Linked DNA regions of Mus musculus: region 1 is linked to region 2. A link is a contact called in public HiCAR-type data. All regions are on one chromosome and are shown on one strand. The core of a region is the stretch at or near the end of the contact, and the rest is flanking DNA. Distances in the headings are between cores, read along the strand shown. Region 1 has its middle 52 kb from the start of 4933402D24Rik. Region 2 holds the start of 4933402D24Rik (RIKEN cDNA 4933402D24 gene).

Region 1 (7,111 bases), core at 2,840-5,339, 52 kb before region 2:
AAATAGGAAAAAATAGACTAGGAAATATTATAACACATAGTTCACAAGAAAATAGTTTTAGGACAATTCTACATATATGCAAACATGTATATACATAGTATGTATATTGGGTTCTGATGTATATTTCACTGTGAATTACAAAAATTTTTGAGTAGTAGTATATTAAAACATCTGAATTTATTATGAGAACAGGCAAAATTATTTATTTAATAAGATTATTAGACAATAGACAACAAAAAAGGAGGGTCTTTAAACCTTTCCCAGGCATTGAATGCACAGAGTCATGAATCAATGCCATTTATTTGCTTGTTATAATTATTGAAGCTTGCACTGCTTCCATGTGTCCTTGGAGCTGTCTCTGCTGTGATGTCTAGATATCATGACTACCATTGCTGAGTCATGGTGTTTTATTGTAATGTGTATAAAGCATGATGCTTTGAGAAGAAAAACATTTTCCAGTGTTTATTCTGACAGGACATTCTGAAGCTAGACTAATGGACTCGGAGCTACATTGATTGGTTCCTACCTAATAGTAAAGTCTTATCATATTTGAATTCTGCATTCAAATTATCTTCACTCCTACTTATTGGACTGATCAGACCTCTGAGTCAGTGTTTATCAATTCAGTAAATAGAAAGCTTGAGGTTGCAATGAAGCTCAAAGGAGACAGCAGAGAAATTATTTTTATTACAAATCACAGACTCTGATCTTGGTGTTTTGTAATGAATTAGGTTACAATAAGTAAAATGTAAGTAGTATTTTCAGGGGAACTGTCATTTTTGTTGTCTTCCCAAAGGTTTTCTTGTCCTTTCCTAGTGTGCATTAGCCAGAGAGCAGCAGAATTTCTAATGAGGTAGACTTAGGAAGACTCATCCATGATCCTGAAATGCCTAAAGATAATTCTAGAACTTCAAGATTGACTTTCTGTCAGAGAGAATGGCTCGCCCAAATTATTTTGATCAAGCCATTTTTCTTTGGGATATTTTCTTACAAATAAATTAGTAATAACAATTCATGTTTTTTTATTTGATTTACTGGGGAAGAAATGTGATTGTTGTTGTAGTGGACATTTCAGTCAGTATCATGACACTTGAGTATCTCACAAGTGATAGCTTTGGGGGCTCCAACACGCCAAAAGGAGGAGGCATTGGAAGAGGTTCCTCAGAACAGATATGCATATTCAGAGAGTGACATATACCAAACCTGTCCTACCAAACAAGAGAGTGTGTGTGTGTGTGTGTGTGTGTGTGTGTGTGTGTGTGTATACGCTTGTATGTGTGTCTGTTATACACTGTATGGTATGTGAAGAACAAAACAGGAACACTCCACCCCACCCCAGTAGAGCCATACCCGAGTGAGTCCAGAAAGAGCATCTACTCTAATGAAAAGAGTTTGTTCCCTCTGATAGAAGGTTTGCACACTACACTTGACTCCTCTCTCTAGTGGGATCTAGAGGATACTGGGGTAGGCTTGAAATATTGGTGTTTTGTGGAGCATGCCGCACAGGCACAACATTACTTCACACAAGGACCATGTGTGAAGAAGGATCTTATGCATTTCTCATGTATTTATGACAGTAAAAGTATTCAGAGTATCAATTCTGTCTTCTGGAGGATATAGCAGTCAGTATGGAAGTCAGCATACAATATAGACTGTGAATATTTATTGTGGGCAACACAGTATGTATGGCTGGCTCTGGGCTAGGTATTGAAATTTTAAAAAGAAAGGAAGAAAGAAAGAAAGAAAGAAAGAAAGAAAGAAAGAAAGAAAGAAAGAAAAGAAAGAAAGAGAAGGAAGGAAGGAAGGAAAAAAGAAAGAAGAGAAAAGAAAAGAAAAGAAAAGAAAAGAAAAGAAAAGAAAAGAAAAGAAAAGAAAACCACAGTCCTTGCCCTGTTGTGGCTCAGAGCTAGCTCAGAATAGCCAAGCAGACAAAATAGTCTAGTGGAATACATCACACAGGCAAGAGGAGGTGATATGCTCACAGTGTGATAGCATTGGGGGCTCCCTCAGACCAAGAGGATCCTCAGAACAGATATATGCAAAGAGCATAGCATGAGATGGCATACTGAAGTTTGCTTTGTGGAGTGGAGCCAAACTACTACATTTTAGGAGATAATGGAATAAAATAGGCTATGAGGGAGCTTGAAGAAAGGCCTTCATATGCCTTCTAAGCGTCTGGGATTCTTTCATAAAAGTTATGAATTGCTAATAAGTCAAGCATAGAAGTAATGCATCTCTGCATCCTTTAGAAAACATGTTTTAAATTCCATTCTACATACAGCAAAATTTCATAAATCGTAAGTGCGTAATTCAGTGAATTAGAAATTCTACTATAGGTGGGCAGTTTGCTGTTTCACAGTAACTATCTGTCATTGGCTGCTACCCTGTTTTGATGTTATGCCTGTCTATGAAAGGGAACCTGTACTGGCGTTTCTGCTGCAGATGAGAGCATCTAACCAGAGTGAAACTATGACAAAGCACTGTTGAATGATTCAGACATATGTCTGAAGATGTAGAAGAATTCTTGTAAGCAAGATATTGCTAAATGGTGTACAGTGGTCAGCCTTGCCTTTGGCCAAGTATTGGTCTACTCCAAGTACTGATGGGTAGGGAAGAAGTTAAACCAACATGAGAAAGAGCCCAGGAACAGCAGTTCACCCAAGCCTTGCTCAAAACAGCTTCAAGTGGGTGACAGTGATGCATATCACACCATCCAATGACCAAACTCCACCAGGCTGGAGGTCCTCATCTCTGCCTCGGTCACTGCTTCTCTTGACCAGTGTGTTCAGGGTAGTGTTCGGGTTTCATGCTTGCTAATACATTCTTCTCACTTCTGACTCTAATTCATAACTCTTCTCTCATGACTTCTGAAGGATTGGGACAATTTTCTCTGCAGCAACTTCCAGTAGTGCTATCATCTGCTATTGTGGCTATGACAAATGATAAAGCTTACTATGAGTAATTTCTTAGCCATCGTTAACCTTGCTTGGCAGAGCAGGGCCACTAAGTGCTGGCCAGCCTGCCTTCTGTCCATCCTGGTCCTCAGCTGGGTTGGGTCAGTGAATGAGTGACACAGAACATGGAATTATACTTCACAAGAAATGTCTCAGCTGCTATCTAGGCAGGCACTGTGAGCTTGGAAAATTTCCTTCCAAGTTGGGAATTAAAGGAGACACCTTACAGTTGATGGCCCTCTGTATCTCTTAATTCCACAGTCACAGATTCAACCAACTGCAGCTTGAAAATATTTCTCAAAGTGCATCTGTACTGAATATTTAGAGGCCATTCTTGTCATTGTTCCCTAAACCGTACATTCTGTTTAAGTAGGTTTATGTTGTACCCAGCATTATGAGTAACCTGGACATGAGAGGATGCCGCTGGCTATATGGAAACAGCAGGCTACTTCATATAAGGGGCTTGATTTGTTATCTGTGGGGGTCCTGTAGCCAATGCCTACTGGACACCTAAGGATAATTCATTTGTTTGATAGATGACAACGTGCTTTAAATAGAACACTTGAGGGTACTCCCAGAAGACAGCAAAAGGACAGAATGCCTCTTACTGTGACATCCCTGTTCCCTCCACATTGTGTCCCTCCCCTGCACAAAGCCCCACAGAGTTCATCCTCACCCCTTCCCTGCAGCCCTGCGCTGAGCCCAGACTGTAACCTGCTCTCCCTAGTACAAAAATGAGAGAGAGAGAGAGAGAGAGAGAGATGCCTGATCAGACCCTTACTCTTCTTTGGTATCAACTTAAATGCTTTCCTGCTCACCAGCCCTAGTTGAGCCATTCCAACCCCCACCCCACCACCAGTCACTCAAATAAGCTCTGCAGCTGTTTCCTCGGTACAGAAGATTGGCACCTGCTGTTTGTAATACCCACAACTCTCCTCACTAAGCTTCCAGGAGCTGAATGTTGTTCCAACCTGAATATCAGCACCCCAAGAGATTCTTCCTACTGGTGAATCAAAACACCCAGAGGCAACCCTGGAACGCACTGAACTTGGAAGAACTATTGGCTAAGTGAGCATATGAGAGTCACCGTAAAAGCTGGGGAAAGTCTGAGACAGGCACCACTACAAATGTATTCAGATCAGAGCTCCTGTGCACACAGCTGCTTCTATCTGTGTGCTATGTGCTGTGAACAAAATGGAGTAAAACAAGCTGATAGTTAATGTGGCCTTAGCCCTGGGGTTCACAAGAACTCACACTTTTTATTTAACAGAGCTGGGGGTGAGGGGTGGGGGCAGGGGGAGGAGAGGCAAGAGCCAAGTACAAGTGAGACGAGGCCTGTGTTCCAGAATCTACCTTCAGCTGCCACAATGACTGAGAGGCTCCTGAGAGATAGGGGAGTCAGAGCCAGGAATGAGCTATGGCTGTTGGAGAAACAGATCAGATCCAGGAATGGGTAAAAGAGGTAACTTTTAGGATTAAGTGGGGCCAGATTACACTTGCCCAAGTCAATATATGGATTTCATTTCCCTTGCTACAGGATGTGCCCAGGTGTTTCAAACAGCCAGGGGATCTGAGGGTCTCTCAGTCTTCAAAGAGTGTTCTGGGTGCTATATGGGGAATGGAGAACAGAAGGATGTCTGTAATCGAAAATAATGCCTATATGCTTATAGGGCTAGGCTGTTCCCAGGAAGAGTTTAAATGCTTCACAGGCTTCAATTCACCAAATCCTTCAATAGTCCACAACACGGCTACCAGCCCCACCTTCTCTGCGAGTGAGACAATGGAGACACGGAGAGTTCAGGAGCTTTTCAGAGGTCACACAGTTGGTAGGCAAGCTGAGCTGGTTCTCCAACCGAGGCAGTGTGAATTCAGAGTCTGGGCTCATAACAAGCAGGGTAAAATAGGCACAGTTATTCCTGCCTTCCCGACTGACAAAGGACTGCTTTGAGCTTAAAATAGCACACGCTAGTAAAGTGCTGTGAATATTAAGAAGGGTACTGTGTGAATTTAACAATGCCATTATATCGTATAAATATAACTCATTAGACAAAGTATAATGAATTGGCTCCTAATCTTCTGTATATTATGGTTAAAAGAAGCACTAATATTTGCAGCAAGAAAAACAATTAGCACATTCATTAAGTCGAGTCCTGCTTACACTTTGCTCATTAACTCTAATCATCTATGAAATACTTGAACTAAGCTAACACGTCAGCCCCAGAGCCATTAGTGCCTGTCAGCAGATAGGAGGTTTTAACTTTTAGAGAATGTTTTCATTTTACGGACTAACAAAGAGCCCAGCTCAGCCATCATCTTCCCTTAATGATATATGTGATCACGATATTGAATAGAATTTAAGCTCACAAATTGTTCTCTGTAACAGCACCATAAGCTGGGCCCTAATTAGTGGTCACATTTATTTCCCTGTACTTCACTAAATATGATAATCCCTGTTTGTCCTGTCATCAGCAATATACAGTCTAAAATAGAGCATAGGAATATTTCTCATGTGTAGCATTTATGTATTAAGTCAATGTGGACAACTCTACTCAAGAGGATGGGTAACCAGGAACACTTAGAAGAGTGTTGCTAATGCCGGGGCCAGGAAGCAGGAGTGGGTGGGTTGGGGAGCAGGGCACAGGGAGGGTATAGGGGGATTTGGGGATAGCATTTGAAATGTAAATGAAGAAAATATCTAATAAAAAATGCCTTAATAAAAAAATCAATCATCAAAAATAAAAATAAAAATAAAAATAAAGAAGAGTGTTCTTGAGTCTTCTGAGAATCACAAACACAAATACAATCACACAAATACATGTTTGTATTCAGCATTGACTTCCTCCCAAGGAAAATGGGAATCTATATGTACACTATTTGAGAGGATGTCAAACTCCTAATATAGAATCTGTTAGCAGTCAGAATGCCACATGAAGAATGTGTACTTTAACTTGGTTTGACTATGTAGAGACAACTAAAGCTTATGGCTATTTATACAGGAATGGTAGCTAAAAGACACAGAGGAAGGGGCAGAAATAGAAAAGTTACCACTGGGAAACATTTAACACAGTTTGTTCTTTCTTATGTGATATAATAGCATCAATAAATTCATCTTAGAATTTGATTGGAATCACACTGACTTATATATATATATACATATGTACATATGTATATATATAATTTATTGATTAATGTATATGAGTGTTTTGTGTATATATGTATGTCTGCACACCAGAAAAGGGCATCTGATTCCATGGTCCTATAGTTACAGACAGTTGTGACCTGACATGTGGGTACTGGGAATTGAACTCAGGACCTCTTGAAGAGTAGCCAGTGCTCTTAGCTGCTAAGCCATCTCTCCAGCCCCTCCAATCAAATTCTTAACCACATTTTCCATGGATCTTAATAAGGCAATGATAGAGTTTATATTGAAGTCTGAGGTTGACAATAGTAGAAACAATTTATTATTATTATTATTATTATTATTATTAAAATAACATGTCTCAGCAGTCACTGGGGGCTGATCACAAAAACTATGTGACATTGGTGTAAGAACAATACAACAAAAGGAGTCCAGAGGGTGCCTGGACACATGAATATATTAATAATGGGACTTCACATATTAGTGAAAATGACAAGAATTTAAATAAGTAGTGCTTGAAAATTAGCTAGATATATTGAAAATATAAAATGATACCCCTTGCAAAATAACTTAACTGTCTAATGTATTGAAATTAAAGTTTCAAATAGAACTTTTTGATAGTGCCTTAGGAAATAATAGTTTCAATATGATTTTAAAACATTTTAGAATTGATTCTTTAGGCTGTAATAATAGGCTTCTTTTAAAAAATATTTAGTTATGTGTCTGTATACATCTGTCTGTGAGTGCTGTTGCCACCAGGGCCAGAAGAAAGCTTCAAATCCCTGTTATAACCAGAGATTTAAACCACCAACTGGAATCTGAACTTGGGTCCCCTACAAGAGCAGCAAGCATTAAAAAACCACTGAGCCATCTCTTCACTATTAAGAAGTAGTATTTGTCAGGTGAAAGTAATCCCTAATTAGTGGGATGTAGTTGCAATTCCTACCATAAAAAGGAAATTAGGTAGAATGCTTAGCAACTCATAAAAATGAAAAGGATAATTTAATGGACAAAAAGT
Region 2 (6,459 bases), core at 207-2,706:
AATTAGCAAGCACTGGGAGCAGGCAGCAACTTTTTCATAGATTGCATAAGCACGCAGAGATAAGAAATCGGCATCGTTGCTAGAGTGCGCATTCACGGATTACTGGGCTGCTCACACGAGAATTACACACTAATTCAACTACAATAAAAAATTACACTTGAAGAGCTTATTATATACTATTCCTTCCCCTTCTGAGGAATGTTTGAGCAGCAGCCTAGCACGGCTGCCATGGCAACTATAATGCAAAATTGGCAGTAACTTTATGAATTGCAAATTCCTCTAAGGGTGTTGGGGAATTTTTTTTTCTCCCTTCCATTTTTAACCATCTCATATGCATTATCCCAGCAATATGTTAAACAAGATTTGGGGGAACTCAGCAATTACTTGGAAACAGGCTGTGTTTTAGAGCCTCAAATTCCATTTTTCTAACGAAGGCACGTGTTCACAGGGAACCCCCAGTTTACCTGCTTTTAATGTTCCCTGTTTTTAACTGAGCTCTTAACATACTGATCACCCTCACCTTTTCTGAGGAGGGTCCAGGTATTCTAACAAATGGACTTGCTATATTCCTTCCCAACGTCTGCCCTAGCAGTTCTCTGAAAATGATGAAAGGGGACAGATAGTCTCAGTTTAAAACAAAAAGAAGAAAAACAATAATCTTACAACCGGCCTCCCCCCTCCAAGTAAATTCAGCTGTGATTCTACATTAAAACGGTCACTAAAAGAATGGTCAGTCCTTCTTGTTTTCCTCCCTCAATCCTATCACGCATGAAGAACATGACAACGGGAAGCAGGCAGCACCCAACATGGTTTGCCTGACTCGGGATTTAAACACTTGCAAAGGTAACCCAAACCATGCTGTTCTGCACGGCTAGTGGTCCTCCTCACTTAAGATGACTGGGATTGAGAGGGGAGTCACCCACCCACAGTATCATGTCACCTTCTACCTCTGATTTTTCTACCTCTGATATTTGCCTCGTTCATGTCACAAGTCTGTTGCAAAAATCACATGAGACAATGTGTTTGAATACTGCCATGTCTCATGAAAATATGACAACGCAGAATTCTGATTTTCAATTTTGATACAACTCTTAATAATTAAAAAAAAAAAGCATAAATGGCCTTTATTCTCTGAGTCTAGTACCAGGAAGAAAAGTGATAGTTTGCCAAAAAATAGTTCAGGTCTTGAGAAACCCTCTGAAATGAATGTAGGAACAAAAATATGAATGGAATCCTACTCTATGACAAAAGACATAAATGGTTGCCTCTCCAATTGGAGAGAACTGTCTGTTTGCAACGAGTGACACAGAAAATGACTTTGTGCAGCACATCTCTAAGAGAAGAGTCTTTCGGTGTCGTCTGTACAGGGCACACAGCAGCATTGTGAGAAGATGAGGAATCTGCTGATGCTCTCTGTTCTGTTCTGTTTCATAGCAACCCCCTATGGTCAGTAGAACACTAACTGTCTCCTACCATTAGACAATAGTCTTCAGAAAGGATGTGCCGCAGAACAGCTGATGGACATGAATTATTTTAGACGAGGTAACCAGAGGAATCCAAGAAGCCTTAAGAGACAGGCTCTTGCGTTGCCCTGAAGAATTTCTGGCCCTAGCTTCCTTCTTTCCTGTCTTCATTTAACCAACATTTACTGAAATTAGATTGTTTTCTGCCCCCAGAAAATAAAGGAAAGGAGCCCACAAGGTCTCATTCACAAAAACCTTTCCAACTGACTGGGAGCAGACTGCACAGCCCCCTCCTCACTCCAACAGGGTTATGAGACAGAAAAGACAAAGCACAGAGGGCAAAGGGGAGAATGGAGACGCATCCTGCAAAGTGGTCAATGAGTTGTGTGGTGCAGGAGCATCCTGCGTGATAAACAGATGGTAGGGACACCGCAGAGGAGAAAGCACTTAGAAAGTCCAGAGAGATGAAACCTGAATGCTGTTGAGGGGTCCGTAGATGGGGCACAAGAGGGTAAAGATAGAAGACCAAAGAACCTTTCCAAAGTGCATCCAGGTCCAATTTGACAGTCTGTGTATAGCAGAGAGGATGTATGTATATATATTAATAAGGAGAAAGGATGCTGTTATCAGACCCGGGTTTTAGGAAGGGCCCAGCAGGGATAGCAGATTCTTTCAAACAAGTCTAGTGGTCAGTCACATCATTCATGTGTCTCCTAGGACAGCCTGCTCTCTTCAGCACGGACCTGAAACCCAATTGCCCCCGCAGACTTGAGATGTTTGCTGCAGCTACAGAAAGGAAGTTAGAATCTGCTGTCCTCCACAACTTCCCGAAGAGCAAGGAAAACATTGGAAAACTGTCAGCCCGCTCTCAGAAGGTGAGCGCACAGATTGCAAAGCGTTTCCACCTCTCCAGCTTGGCAGTGATACAAAAATGCGGTCGGTTCCCTTCCCTCCAAGTAACTCACAGCAGATGCTGATGCCCTTAGCCTCTTCCCCAGCTACAGTTCCCAACATCATTTCCTTCCAGAGGTCAGGCATATGGAGCTCATTAAATTCTACACAGCAACATTCAAACCGTGTGAAACTTTTTGTTTGCAGTGCAATTTAATGTTGAGTTTGATTTAAGAGGAACTGCATATTCTTGGTCCTGGGATGGAAGCCTATTCATCCAGAAGTTTAAAGCCTGGTTTAGGATGATGGGTTGGAGAATTGCAGCTTATGTTGAGAATTTTTAAAGGTGGAAGCACGTCCTGTCTTAGAAATTATCTACTCCAGCTTCATCTTTCATAGAGTGGAAAAAACCAAGGTCTGGACCATTCACATGGTAGAGGTAGAGCCTACAAACTGGGTGTCCTCATCCTTGGCCCAACAGCACTGCTATCCTTGACTCCCCATAGATCAACATACAGAAAGAAAAGACAAACAACCTTTCTCATCCAAGGTAAAACTCACTTCAAAATGAAAATGGCCACCCATTTATAATGTGCTAGTTCTCTCATATTCTATTATAAAAATAAGAACATTAAGACTTTTTCTTGAAAACAACTGGCTTCTGATTGCTACAAGACTATAATATATATAATATGTGGAATGTAGTAGCTAGGAATTTAAATAACTTCCTCAGAGTTATGTGGCATAGTAAAGTGGGAGTCTTGGTGTCTTCACCTGTAAATGGGTAAGATGGTTCTCAGAGTTGGATGTTTTGTTTACTTAAACTTTAAGGGAAATGCTTAAAAATCAGTGGCTGTTGTATTTTGAAGGAGTGGGAGGGCTTCAGTCTGCTTAAACAGACTCATCAAATACTCTTCCAACTGCAGCCTAAAACCTCTGAACCCATGAGCAAAAATTAAACATTTGCTACTCTTGTACTCATTATCTCAGGTACTAGGTCATGAGGGAAAAGCTATCACACACACACACACAGAGCCTATGACTGAGTTTTATCAACTTCATTTACTAATATTAGCCCTCCAGTGCATCGAATCACTTGTTTAAAATGAAACCCAATTGTGAAACCACTTTCCCACCACTGAGGATTCTTACAGACTTGGTTTCTTGAAGAGAAGTGGAGATGCTTTCTATTTATTGGACCAGGCTCAGGAACCTTGGGGAAGTCACTTGCCATGGAACCAGAGCCTGCTCCCAGGATAAGAAGGTAAGAAACGAGGGTGTGGACGACTCTAGGTCAGACCCAGGGAAGGTAGAATTCTCTGGAAGTGTTTGTGAGAGTAATATTCCATCTCCAAAACAACTGCATGTTACTAACACAAGCAGGAAGGATTACTGTAGCTCTTGAAGAAGAATTTTTACTCTGCAGGAAGGATACAATGAAAGAAAGAGCCTGTGAGCTACACGACCCCCAAGCAGCCTGTGGGAGAAAAAGAATGCCTTGGGCCAACCAACTTTGCCCCTATTCAGGATAAACTATCTCCTACTTCTCACACACACACACACACACACACACACACACACACACACACACACACATTGAAGGGTAGACCACACACCTCCTGTGCTCTGCCAGCAACTTTCAGAAATGAGGGTCAATTCCATCCCTGCTACTTGTACTTCAAGACCTCATCCTTCACACTGTTATCACCATAACCCTATCATTACGCTGCTTGTTAGTCATGATTAAAACAATAAACAAAGGGAAAAGTCTTTCCCTGGTGAGCATGAATAATTGCAGATGAGCACATCTTGTTTGGGCCCCACACCGTGTAATGTTATATGCTATTACCAACAGTATTAGAGGATGTTTTATTGCCTGATACAATTTCTTTCTAATTGTACTATCTGCTCCCTTCAGATTCCAATCTCATCCTGAAGGCCCAACAAAGTAACCCAGAGGGAGTTTATAGCTCTTGCCTGCAATTTATGGAAAAAGTCTTTCTCCTTGGTGATATAACCCTGAAGCAAAAAATGTGAAACCAAGCAGAAAGAGGCAGGGCATGCTTTGACTACCAGACATTAAAAGGAAGAGCATATGGGATATGAGCCTTGCTGCTGGGGTAACTAGCAAGGAGAAGAAGTCTAGGGGATCATGTGCCATACACCAGCAAGCTCACACTAGAAAACCAGTTCACTCAATGGGCTGGCTCAGTCCTGAGGCTGCAAACAGCTAGGATTTCTTTTGTCCTCTCTCACTGGCTCTGTCAGCTCTTTCCTCGCTCAACAAGAATGCCTCTGGCATATGAGAAAGTAGTTTATTCACATCCAGAGGTTAGAAGAACCTAATTTCAGGTATCTTAAAAATGCATCTGCTGATCTATCTTTAAAAGTCATCTCTCACCCAATTTTAGGTCCTTTGTTCTTTTAGTTTGTGGGGAGGGGGCTGTCAGTCTCCTCTACTAGCTTGTCCATCTTTCCTTTTCTCTTTTCTTCCTAACCCATTCACTGTGCTGCCTCTGGCACCCAGACCAGGATAAATAGGGACAAGGGCAAGGTCTATAAACTGGTGATCTTGTAATCCTTTGAAGATGTTTTTTTTTTTTTTAAGTAAGATGACCAGATGCTGGCTCTGGCATATCCTTGTACTTTTGGGGGGACTCTTGAAGAGATATTTCCTTTCCTCAGTTTGTTCTATAACTGCAGCTCTCACACTACCCATGTTCCTAACTGAACCCCTAAATGTGTTCTTGGGCTTAAAAGATTCCATATGGTTTCCTTTGCAAACTGGCAGGAAGTCCTATAGGGCAGGTGCCTTTCAGCATCACTCTGACTTGCTAGTTTCCTCATTAGTCACTTACTCCACAGAAAGTATCTCCCTGTCATCTGCTCCCTGGAGCAGAAAGGAAGCCTGAAGCCTCTCATAGTGTCTGCTTTTATACTACCACCAAGAGTAACTACAGACATCCAGACCAGGTTTCTCTCGTGCCTACCTTCTAAAAGGCCACCAACATCGGTCCACATCAAGTTGTGAAAGCAATTCTAAATGCAGTCTTCTGAGTGTCAACATGAATTATGATTTTAGTTCACTTGACTTCACAAGTCTAAGACACCAGCTATGTTCTCAATGAGTGGGCATACCTGACCCTTCCTCTCTCACTGGGTTTCTAGAGTAACATGTTCTCTGCAAGATACAGATGATTTTTTTCTTGAGAATATTCCAACTTTCTACTTGGTGAAAAAAAATCATAGGATTAACATTCTTCTCTCTCATAATCTTAGACAATTTAGAGAGATAAATGTATGGCCTTATACCCATACATAAATATGGATGTTTTAGCTTTATTAGAATATATATATTTCACATATAAAAGCTTATATCCATGATAGTATTTTTTAGTACTCAAGCCAAATATTATCCCTTTAGATAGTATGGCTCTTCTAGTAAAGTAAATGTGATCCTTCAAATCTTGTCAATGGCACAGAATACTTTTTTTAATTCATGCATTCTTATGAAATGAATGCAGAGTTTATTGGATGAAGAGAGAGAAGATGGATAGGTAAACAGATAGACAGAGATGGGCTTACTTTCTAATTCTTCTAAATGCTACATGGTGACCTTGGGAAATGTCATTTAACCTTCCGGTCTCTTAGTTTTCTCAGTTATAGACACACAATTGTCCCATGGCTTGCTGTGAGAAATGGATGAGATTACTTTCCAGCGCTACGTTATACTGCAAGGAGGTATCAGTGAGATGGGGCAGGGGATCTGTAGCTCTGCTATTGCTTTCAACATTTGTCACAGGCTCCATTTTACCACATGCAGATCAGACACTGGAAGATTATGCCCCAGTTTCCTGCGGGCAATAGTCCAAATAGGAGAATCAAAATAGCTGTGCAACCATCAAAATCTGTCCCAGAATTCCCCCCCACCCACCCACTGAAGCCGATAACGATGACTACATCATAGGGTCGTTGTGAGAATCAAATCTCTTAATGTAGTGCAGTGCCTACTACAGAGACAGCGGTATCCAACATATACAATGATTAGATTCATTAGTGCCCTGTAAATTCCCAGTGTAAAATACAACAGGGTTACTTCCCCCTT

The links. HiCAR-type assays count read pairs that join an accessible place to other places.
Region 1: a HiCAR-type map of astrocytes shows a contact between it and region 2, with 4 times the contacts expected there. The contact joins the enhancer-like site here to the promoter of 4933402D24Rik in region 2. A contact is called at or near these places in 2 of 39 promoter capture datasets (embryonic stem cells and pre-B cells), 1 of 484 Hi-C or Micro-C datasets (brain), 2 of 115 datasets of contacts at active chromatin or transcription factors (astrocytes and neural progenitor cells) and 1 of 9 other capture datasets (adipose tissue).

Annotation. Positions count from the first base shown.
Region 1 is chr1:63,817,784-63,824,894 of GRCm38.p6, reverse strand. No RefSeq gene overlaps it. Among named protein-coding and RNA genes, the nearest start is that of 4933402D24Rik, 52 kb to the right of the region's middle. Within about 2 kb of position 4,089, at least 50 of the 459 cell types and tissues checked have an H3K27ac peak or open chromatin away from gene starts, as enhancers often do. A contact at or near this core is called in astrocytes, brain and neural progenitor cells, where this site is marked.
Region 2 is chr1:63,764,264-63,770,722 of GRCm38.p6, reverse strand. 4933402D24Rik (RIKEN cDNA 4933402D24 gene) reads left to right here and starts at 1,456. Exons shown (of 3, transcript NM_001256158.1): 1 at 1,456-1,542; 2 at 2,181-2,338. The coding sequence starts at 1,518.